Linked DNA regions of Capra hircus: region 2 is linked to region 1. The links are chromatin contacts, called in public Hi-C maps. All regions are on one chromosome and are shown on one strand. The core of a region is the stretch at or near the end of the contact, and the rest is flanking DNA. Distances in the headings are between cores, read along the strand shown. Region 1 holds the start of RNF26 (RING finger protein 26). Region 2 holds the start of PDZD3 (Na(+)/H(+) exchange regulatory cofactor NHE-RF4).

Region 1 (4,873 bases), core at 778-3,277:
CCCATACTGGGCAACAAGAGAAGCTGCCTCAGTGAGAAGCCCGAGCACTGCAACTAGAGAGAGCCTGCATGTAGGAATGACGATCCAGTGCAGTAGAAATAAACAAACAAATAATAACAATGGAAAGTTGGAGTCTGGTGGTTCGAGAAAGAGGGGAAATCTCAAAAGGAAGAGGAAGACAAAGGGAAAACATGTCTCAGAGAAAACATGAAGTTGGGGCCTGACAGATGTGAGAGAGAAGCTAGAGAAAAGCGTGGGGAGTTAAGAAACTGCACTATGTTCTAACCTGTACTGGGAGCCACCTGTCTTGAAAAGGTGTGCAGAATATTTCAGCCTTGAATCAGTGGTGCTTTGGGAAAGAAAGGATTCAGGCAGTGTCCAGGGTGGGGTGATAGAGACACTTTAAGAAGAAGTCTTAAAGACAGTTTAAGAAGAGTTTACTGTGCCAACTAAAAACTGTCACTAGCCACCAGTCACTCAACTTTGACATACCCTGAAGGGAATTCAGAACCAAGAGCAGGAATGAGGCACTCTATGTTCTGGGAAAAACAGGCAGAACAGGCCTTCAGATAGTTATTTTCAGGAGATTTTTATGAACACAAATTCTTGCACCTTCTTATATCTAAAAAAGTACTGTAATCATTAATGGAGATATCTGCTTCTCATGACTAGCAGCAAACTTCCTGTGACCAGCAGCAGCCTTCTGTAAAAACATGTGTGAAAAGATTGCACGTCTGCCCAATTACCTACCAAAATTACATATATATATTCAGCTCCCCTCTTACCTCTTCTGAGCAGTTCCTCAGAACTATTCGAGAGACTGTCTGCTGGCCTATAGTCCTCGTTTTACCCTAAGCAAAACTTAACTCCCAACTTTCTTGTTGTGCATTGTTTCCAGGGAACAAATGCAAGCAGGAAATTAAAACAATAGAGGCCAGGGGGAGGCTCAGACCCCCAAGTATCCTTGGCTTTAGTAGAGAAGACCAGGCTCTCAATGTATTTGGGATAGGATCTTAGATATTTTGAATATTATTTGAATATTTTAAAAAGGGATAAAATAATGAGGCAACTACTAAGGCTGCCCAGGTGTTTAAGTAAACAAATGAATAGGGCCTGGGCTAGGAGTGTGAGCTATTTCCAGCCTGTGACCTCTTTTTCTTACTGACAATGAGGTAATCTCCTGAGGATGCTGAGAAAACGTGACAGAGCTTGAGGAAACAGTTTGGAAATAGCAGCTTGGGAATCCCCTATCACAATCTGTTTCCCTTTAAACTGCTTGTGAGCAGGCAGGTCTTAAACATTTTTTGCATCCCCAGTGCATGTGTAGCAGCTCAATACACGATGGAGAAAATGGATGAATGGAAGACAAGTGACTGAGTCTGGCTGTGGAGGTGGTGCAATCCTAAAGCCTGGTTCAGAACAGTGACCACCAATCCGGACTTTAAAAAAAAATCAAGGCTGGAGGCGAAGAGAAAGAACAGCGCCCGTAATAGCCCAGTCCAAAGTCCTGTTCCTTTAGAATCCACCTACCAATGCAGGAGACTCAAGAGAGGCGGGTTCGATCCCTGGGTCAGGAAGATCCCTTGGAGTAGGAAACGGCAACCCACTCCAGCATTCTTGCTTAGGAAATCCCATGGACAGAGAAATTTGGCCGTGGGGTCCCAGTCTGACACGACTGAGCCATGGAAAACACACACACACACACACACACACACACACACACACACACACACACACACGCACGCACGCACGCACGCACGCGCGCACACACACACACACACACACACACACACGAGTCCTGCTCCTTTAGGGGGCGGGGCTGGGGCGAGTCGCCTCTGCCCTTCAATTGACCAATCCCCGCCTCAACGGGGAGGGGATTTCAATCTGTTTCCGCCTCACCTCTGTAAAGCACTGAATATGTTTGGGCGCCGTTCAAACGGACCAATGAACGCTCGATGTTTCCTGTGGTTGAGTCTCACCGATTGGCCAGAGTTCGTCGCCCCTCCCTCCTTGACATGCCTCTTGCCCCACCCTTTCTCACACAAGATGGCAGCGCCCAGCGGAGTAGAGGCCGCGCCTGGGGTTTGCTGAGGCTCGCTCCCTTCCCTCCTGCTCCCTTGGGCGCAAAGCGCCGCGAGCCCAGAGAACGGGGGCCGGGAGGGGACAGGGGCACCTGCGTAGCTGGACCGCGAGCCTGCGCCCAGCCTGCGCCGCCCCCACCCGGCCCCGGCCTGGCCCGATCCCTTCCGTTCCCGGTCTTCTCTCGATCTGACCCATTGCCCGGCCGTGGTACGCCACCAGCAGGCCTCCAAAGCTGAGATTTTTCCTCCAGCCCGGGATCATTTCCACTTTAGAGATGTTTGGCTTCTTTCTTCCCAAACAGACCGCCTTCAAAACCGGGAGTCCTGGATCGGCACCTGGCCCTTTTTCCCTCCCCTGAGACTCCACTTCTAACCCAATTCTTCCTCAGTTTCTCTCTGATTGGAGAGACCGTTCACTTCCCTTCCAGATTAATCCTTGAGCCCCCTTCCGCCCAAATATTGACAACCCTGACACCCGCCTCAGCCGGGAGCCAGACTTCTCTAGGACCAACCCCATAGCCCTATCATGGAGGCTGTGTACTTGGTAGTGAATGGGGTGGGCCTGTTGCTGGATGTGCTGACCTTGGTGTTGGACCTCAACTTCCTGCTGGTGTCCTCCCTCCTGGCTTCCTTGGCCTGGCTCCTGGCCTTCATCTACAACCTGCCACACACGGTACTGACTAGTCTTCTGCACTTGGGCCGTGGAGTCTTACTTTCACTGCTGGCCTTGATTGAAGCTATGGTCCGCTTCACCTGTGGGGGCTTGCAGGCCTTGTCTACGGTACTGTACAGCTGCTGTTCTGGCCTGGAGAGCCTAAAGCTCCTGGGGCACTTGGCCTCCCATGGGGCGCTTAGGAGCCGGGAGATCCTCCACCGGGGTGTCCTCAATATGGTCTCCAATGGTCATGCTTTGCTGCGTCAGATCTGTGACGTCTGTGCCATCACCATGAGCCTAGTGGCCTACGTGATCAATAGCCTGGTCAACATCTGCCTCATTGGCACTCAGAACTTCTTCTCCCTTGTGCTGGCCCTGTGGGATGCAGTGATGGGGCCGCTGTGGAGGATGACAGATGTAGTGGCTGCCTTTCTAGCCCACATTTCCAGCAGTGCCGTGGCCATGTCCATCCTTCTCTGGACCCCCTGCCAGCTAGTGCTGGAGCTCTTGGCCTCAGCTGCCCGCCTCCTGGCCAGCTTTGTGCTTGTCAATCTCACTGGCCTGGTGCTGCTGGCTTGCGTGCTGGCAGTGACAGTGACTCTGTTACACCCAGACCTCACCCTGAGGCTGGCCACCCGGGCGCTCAGTCAGCTCCATGCCCGGCCATCCTACCACCGGCTCAGAGAGGATGTTGTGCGGCTCTCTCGGCTAGTTCTGGGCTTGGAGGCCTGGCGCCGAGTCTGGAGCCGTAGCCTGCAGCTGGCGAGCTGGCCAAACCGGGGAGGGGCCCCTGGAGCCCCCCAGGGTGGCCCTAGGAGGCTGCCCTCAGCCAGGACATGGCGACAGGATGCTCTTCCTGAAGCTGGGCCCCGATCAGAGGCAGAAGAAGAGGAGGTCAGGATGGCCAGAGTGACGGCTGCCCGGGGCCGGGAGAGGCTCAACGAGGAGGAGTCTGTAGCTGGGCAGGACCCGTGGGAATTGCTGAAGGAGCAGGAGGAGCGGAAGAAGTGTGTCATCTGCCAGGACCAGAGCAAGACGGTGCTGCTGCTGCCTTGCCGGCACTTGTGCCTGTGCCAGGCCTGCACTGAGATCCTGATGCGCCACCCCGTCTACCACCGCAACTGCCCACTGTGCCGTCGGGGCATCCTGCAGACCCTCAACGTCTACCTCTGAAGGTTTCCTCCCTCCTGCCCACCCCTCCATGCTCCACGCAGCCAGCTGTGCTCAGGCCATGTTCACACCTGATCTCTGGGTCCCGGCCTGCATCCCCTGCTGCCCCCATAGTCATCGTGCTGAGTCTCTAAGCTGCATCTCCAGGACACTGAAGTGGGAAACCCTGAAAGACTGTGACTTGGGTAGGGGCAGGGTAACAGCTTTTCCTTACCCTGTGTGTCCCTGTGATGCCAAGGGTGGTGAGGGTGTCACTCTGCAAGGCCCCGGAGACTGTTCACTGTGGACTCCCCTCCAGCCAGGGCCCACCCTGATGCCAGCGTTGGGGACTCCCCCCACTTCGCTTCTGGTTTTTCTGTTGAGATTTGTAGGTTCTCTCCCTGCATCCTCCCCACTTCCTTCCCAGCTTCTTCAGCCATGCACATCAATGTCATTTGGGTATTTTGGCAATTCAAGGGCCTTAGAATTATCTTGAACATTTGCTTTCAGCTGGAGCTCCTATGCTCTGGCAGGCTTTGGGGGTAGTATCTCTCAGGTGCCCTTTGAACTGCTTCTACCTGTTGTGATCTTACAAGGCTCCCTCCTTACCTGACCTGACAGCTGGGGTCAAGAATTACCCCCCAGGTGTGTGTGTATATATGTATGTTTGCACCTGGCTTTGGGACCATGTACCCTCTGATACCCGGCATCACTGGGAACCTCAGGAGGGATAACCAGATTGTTCCTCTTCCTTTCACTCCCCACATCACAGAGAAAAAAATGACATTCCCCTTCTGTCCGTCTCTCCCTGCCACTGGGGAGGGAAGACTGTGCACATTTCACTAGAGTCCAAATACAGAAGGAGCCAGCGCTGAGGGGCATGCAGCTCCCTGAGGGGTCCGTCTGGCCCAGGATCCAATGAATAAAGTGTTACAGCTCTGATGGCCTCTGTGTGCATCTTCACAAGGGTGAATGGTTGGTTATGGTA
Region 2 (5,185 bases), core at 949-3,448, 130 kb before region 1:
TTTCTCTGCATCCAGGCTGGTCTCTGCCCCAGGTGATGCACCCTTTAGGCCCAAATCCCGGTGCTCAGCACAGGGCATCTGCTAGGAGCTCTCATAACCTTAGACTGCTTGTGGCCCTAGGCTGTCCAACAACCCACTGATGGCGGCAGGTGTGGCCCTGCTGCTGGAGGGGCTGGCAGGAAATACCTCCCTGAAACACCTCTCTCTACTGCACACGGGCCTTGGGGATGAGGGCCTGGAGCTGCTGGCTGCCCAGCTGGACCGAAACCAACAGCTCCAGGAGCTGAACGTGGCCTACAACGGCGCTGGTGACACGGCGGCCCTGGCCTTAGCCAAGGCTGCCTGGAAGCACCCTTCCTTGGAGCTGCTGCAGTGAGTTTTCCTGCCCCTACCCCACCCTGTCCCATCTCCCCATCCCCCATCCGTGATGGGCCCTTCCCCTGCCCTGATTCTCCACCACTGTTTCTCTTAGGGTCCTGGTGGCCTGGTTCCTATCGACTGTGGTCCCACTGAATTCTAGTGCCATCCCTGCCTCCCAGTGGCCACCGCCCTCTGTCTCTGGCATATTGCAGACACTTTCCCCATCGCATTCCACAGCTAGGGGATGAGTTATGAGACCCTTCGCTTTCTGTCCACCCGCCCTCCGCCTTCCTTCTCGGAGCCCCACTGAGTGGCATCTACTCTGCTCTCTCCCACTAGTCTCTACTTCAACGAGCTGAGCTCAGAGTGCCGCCAGGCCCTGCGGGACTTGGGGAGCACTGCAGAGGGCGGTGCCCGGGTCGTGGTGTCGCTGACGGAGGGGACAGCAGTGTCCGAGTACTGGTCGGTGATCCTGGGTGAAGTCCAGCGGAACCTCAACAGCTGGGATCGCAGCCGGGTCCGGCGCCACCTGGAGCTGCTGCTGAGGGATCTGGAAGACAACCGGGGAGCCACCCTTAATCCCTGGCGTAAGGCCCAGCTGCTGCGGGTGGAGGGCGAGGTCAGGGCCCTCCTGGAGCAGCTGGGCGGCCCTGGAAGCTGAGACCGTGGCAGCAGTGTGTGTCCCCTGGCCCCACGTCCTCTCTGTCTGTGACTCCCTACCTTCCACTACTACTTCTAGAAAGATCCATTCCGGGGATGGATGGAATGTGCACACAGGTGTGCCAGTTGCTCTCCTAGGGCATGTCCAACCATGTTCCGAGTCTGGAGTTTCCAGGATCGTGGAACATGCCTCACCTCCCTTCGGCTAGAAGGGCTGAAAGATGTGGCATTTGGTGGCCACATTGTCCCTTAGCGTGTGTACCTGCATGCTAAGTCGCTTCAGTTGTGTCTGAGTCCTTGCGACCCTTTGGGCTGTAGCCCACCAGGCTCCTCTGTCCATGGGATTCTCCAGGCAAGAATACTGGAGTAGGTTGCCATGCCCTCCTCCAGGGGATCTTCCCAACCCAGGGATTGGACCCATGTCTCCTGTGTCTCCTGCATTGCAGGCAGATTCTTTACCGCTGAGCTATTCAGGGAATACACCTGTCCTGTAGCAGCACCACCAAGCGCCTCTCTGATCATGCCACCAGGGGGCACTCTTCTCATGTCGGACTTGCTGTCCAGATGTGTTGGAGGGTTTCCGTGTCCTGCCTTTATGTTTTCTGGGGACACCCAGGTTGCCAGCAGCCACTTTCCTCTCTCACTGGTGCTGTCTCCTCACCGTCATCCCCCTTTCACCAATGGTACCCAAGCTCGGTGGCCCCTAGGGACGTGGGCACTGACTTGCTTCTATTAAAGAGCTGTGTCTTCCAACTACTGTGGCCTCTATTTTGCCTGTTGCTTTCAAGAAAGGGTGCTGTTCTTGGTCATTCTGGTTAGACCACTGGCCACTTTCTATTGCAGTTGTTTCTTGGGCACTAAGTTCAGAGGCAGTGAGGGCTGGGGAGGGGGTGGTACATGAACTAGATGTTGGGGTTGGTGGGTGGCCTTATTGGGCCATAGGGCTTCTGTCACCCATGTCATACACTTATCCCAGGCTTGGAATTACAGTGACCAGCAATTATAGTGACCTTTCTCTGCGCAGAGGGGTACCTGGGACAGCGGCAGAGCCTCCTGAGAAAGTCAGGGCTCAGGAATGGGGCGGGAAGGACATACACACTTCCCCAGAAGACAAGACTCTCCTCCCCTTAACCATTACCCAGCTGCTTCTAAGGCAGTGTCTTGAAGGAGGCGGGACGTGGGGGCGGGGGTAGATGGGAGGATCAGCTGGTTTCGATGGACCTTGTCCTTACACTGGGCGCTGGGTCGCAGATCCAGCCATGGAGGCAGCTGCAGGTAGGAGGCCGGGAGAAACCCTCCTGAGGGGACTTCAGGGCAGAGGGTGGATTGGAAGGGTTTGGGACTAGGACACACTTGGTATTGGGGCTTGGAGCCCTGAAAACAGACTGGAAGTTAGGAGGTGAGAGGTGAGTGGGTGGATGTGTCTGCCTTCCTGGTCCACGCCCTGAAATCTGATATGCTCAGATTTCTGTGTATATCAGGTCTGGGCCAGGGAGTGGAAGGAAGGGGAAGGGAAGACCCTTTGGGAGCAGAACACAGGGCAAGTCCTGAACTTGGGGGTTCCCCTAAGTCCTTTCAGTTAACGACCATGGAAGTGGAGTCTCGGTGGGGAGACTGCCTCTTGTCCCCTCACCCCTTCTTTGCCTGGCAGATCTTCAGGACACAGCCTCCTTGGCCCTGTAAGTGCCGTGCTGTGAAAGACTGGGGCAAGGAGAGGAGGGAACTGAAGCTGGGGAGGCTCATCAGCTGCCTTTGGCACCTCAAGGCGAGCCTGGGACCCAAGTCTGGATGTCAGCTTTCTCCTATCTGCGTGACTTGCCTCCTTGCAGGAAGTTTGAGTTTAACCCAAAGCTGGGCATTGATAATCCTGTCCTCTCCCTGGCTGAAGACTACGACCCTTCTGGTAACCTCCCCCAACCCCTTGGGGCAACCACTTCCTTTCCCCAGAGCCACCAGGGCACCACAAAGCATCCTGTCTCCTTGGAAACCACTCACTGTCTCCCTCTGATGACAGCCGTGGTGGGGAGTGACTACCTGGAGGAGGAAGGGGGCTGGGCTTTTTCCTTCTGTCCTAGCCACTCTGCCTGGGCTGTGTTCAGCCCCACTACCCAACACCTAACTGGGCAGAAGCCTGTTCGCTGTTCAATCACATAGGCAGGGGCTACCAGGCACAAGGTGACTTGGGTCATGTCCCCTTTCCTCCGCATTTTCTGCTGCCCACCTCTCCATCCAGATCTCTCGAGCCTGGAACGGCCTCGCTTCTACCTGCTGAATAAAGAGGAGGGCAGGACTTTTGGCTTCCACCTGCAGCGGCAACCGGGCAGGGCTGGGCATGTGGTGTGCAGGGTGGAGCCAGGCTCTTCCGCCCAGCGCCAGGGTCTTCGAGAAGGAGACTGGATCCTGGGGGTGAACAACCATGTCGTGGAACATGAAGATTATTTGATGGTGAGGTTGGGCTGGAATCCCAGTAGTACGAGGGAACGTTCTGTAGCACCTGGGGGAGACAGAAGCCTCTTGGTCACCTCCCTGGGTATGTGGGGGTGACGTATCTCCCACATGGGAGGTGGGAGGGTGGGGGTTCACCTCCCCCATCTCCCAGAATTTAGGGATGTCCCAGGTCAGAATGGCTGGGTGAAGGCCTCCAGAGAGCTGGTTCCCATGGTGAAGAGTGTAGCTTCTAGGGAGGGGACCTTCATAAGAGGGGCCGGCCCAAGCCCACCCCGCGTGCCTGCTGTTCAGGTGATACGCCGGATCCGGGCCAGTGGGCCTCGGGTGTTGCTGACAGTTTTGGCGCAGCACGTGCACGAGGTGGCCCGAGCTCAGCGGGGGAACAACAACAGCCACCTTTGTCCCCCTCTCGGCCAGGGGGTCCGGCCTCGGCTGTGCCACGTAGTGAAAGACGAGGGCGGCTTTGGCTTCAGTGTCACCCAAGGTGAGCTTAGAGCGTGGGAGGGGTCAGCAGGGGGGCTCTGAGCCCTGTTGTGGGTGGACAGCAGGCAGAAAGTCACTCTTTGGGCTTCCAGGACATCGGGGTCCTTTCTGGTTAGTGCTGAGCACTGGAGGAGCAGCTGAGCGGGCAGGAGTGCCCCCTGGGGCCCGGCTGCTAGAAGTGAATGGGGTCAGTGTGGAAAAGCTCACACATAACCAACTCAGCAGGAAGGTATGGCTGCTTCCTCTTGTCCTCACCCCTCTGGGCTTGTCCCTGTCTCGGGAAGCAGGCTCTCAGTCTCCCAGTCTGATCTTGTACCTCCATCACCATCCTTCCCTTTCCACTCTGTGCTCGCCACCCCCCTCCCCTCCTGAGGGCTTCATTCTAGGGCCTAGGAAGAAGGGCTGGGAGGGGGTGCCTGCTTCTGCCCTCCCTCCCCAGTTGGTTGATGCTGATGCCCTGCTGGGTCCCCACAGCTTTGGCAGAGTGGCAAGCAGGTGACCCTGCTGGTGGCAGGGCCAGAGGTGGAGGAACAGTGTCGCCAGCTGGGAATGCCCCTGGCTGCTCCTCTGGCAGAGGGGTGGGCACTGCCCACCAAGCCCCGCTGTCTGCATCTCGAGAAAGGGCCCCAGGGCTTCGGGTTCGTGCTCCGGGAGGAGAAGGGCCTTGACGGTCGCCTCGGTGAGTGGGAGCCCTGGGGATAGGGGTGGGAGGGCGGGCCTTGGGGTGGGCACACCAGTGTCTGCATCCACCGCTCAGTGCACACAAGTGGTGGCCCTGGCTGAACCCCAGCCCAGGGCCTCCTCCTCCTCCTGTGTACCCCAGGGTCAGTCCCCCAGTGTGCACACAGTGGCCTGGGCTGGCACTGGGGGACAAGGCGGGGGAAGGAGCCATGAGGATGTCTGCGTCCCAGGTCAGTTCCTTTGGGAGGTGGACCCAGGACTGCCAGCGGAGAAGGCCGGGATGCAGGCTGGGGACCGGCTGGTGGCTGTGGCTGGGGAGAGCGTGGAGGGGCTGGGCCACGAGGAGACAGTGTCCAAGATCCGGGCGCAGGGCTCCCGCGTCTCCCTCATTGTCGTCGACCCCAAGGCTGACCGCTTCTTCAGTATGGTGCGAGCTGAGGGGCCGGGGCTAGAGACGGGGCCGGAATGGAGCAAGGGCTCAGGTTAGGGAGGAGCACGGACTTGTCCTGTTCCTCTTTTCCAGGTTCGCTTGTCTCCGCTCCTCTTCTTGGAG

Evidence for each region. Hi-C and Micro-C count contacts between places; a contact is called where the count stands out from the background.
Region 2: a Hi-C map of blood shows a contact between it and region 1, with 1.6 times the contacts expected there. The contact joins the promoter of PDZD3 here to the promoter of RNF26 in region 1. A contact is called at or near these places in 2 of 5 Hi-C or Micro-C datasets (both in blood).

What each region holds. Positions count from the first base shown.
Region 1 is chr15:52,449,148-52,454,020 of ARS1.2, reverse strand. RNF26 (RING finger protein 26) reads left to right here and starts at 2,027. Exons shown (of 1, transcript XM_005689543.3): 1 at 2,027-4,827. The coding sequence starts at 2,608. The coding sequence ends at 3,909.
Region 2 is chr15:52,583,280-52,588,464 of ARS1.2, reverse strand. It overlaps PDZD3 (Na(+)/H(+) exchange regulatory cofactor NHE-RF4), which reads left to right and starts at 2,198. Exons shown (of 11, transcript XM_018059674.1): 1 at 2,198-2,295; 2 at 2,672-2,699; 3 at 2,850-2,923; 4 at 3,254-3,465; 5 at 3,760-3,952; 6 at 4,044-4,180; 7 at 4,426-4,630; 8 at 4,863-5,059; 9 at 5,156-5,185. The coding sequence starts at 2,214. NLRX1 (NLR family member X1) reads left to right here. Exons shown (of 10, transcript XM_018059672.1): 9 at 121-372; 10 at 700-1,777. The coding sequence ends at 1,021.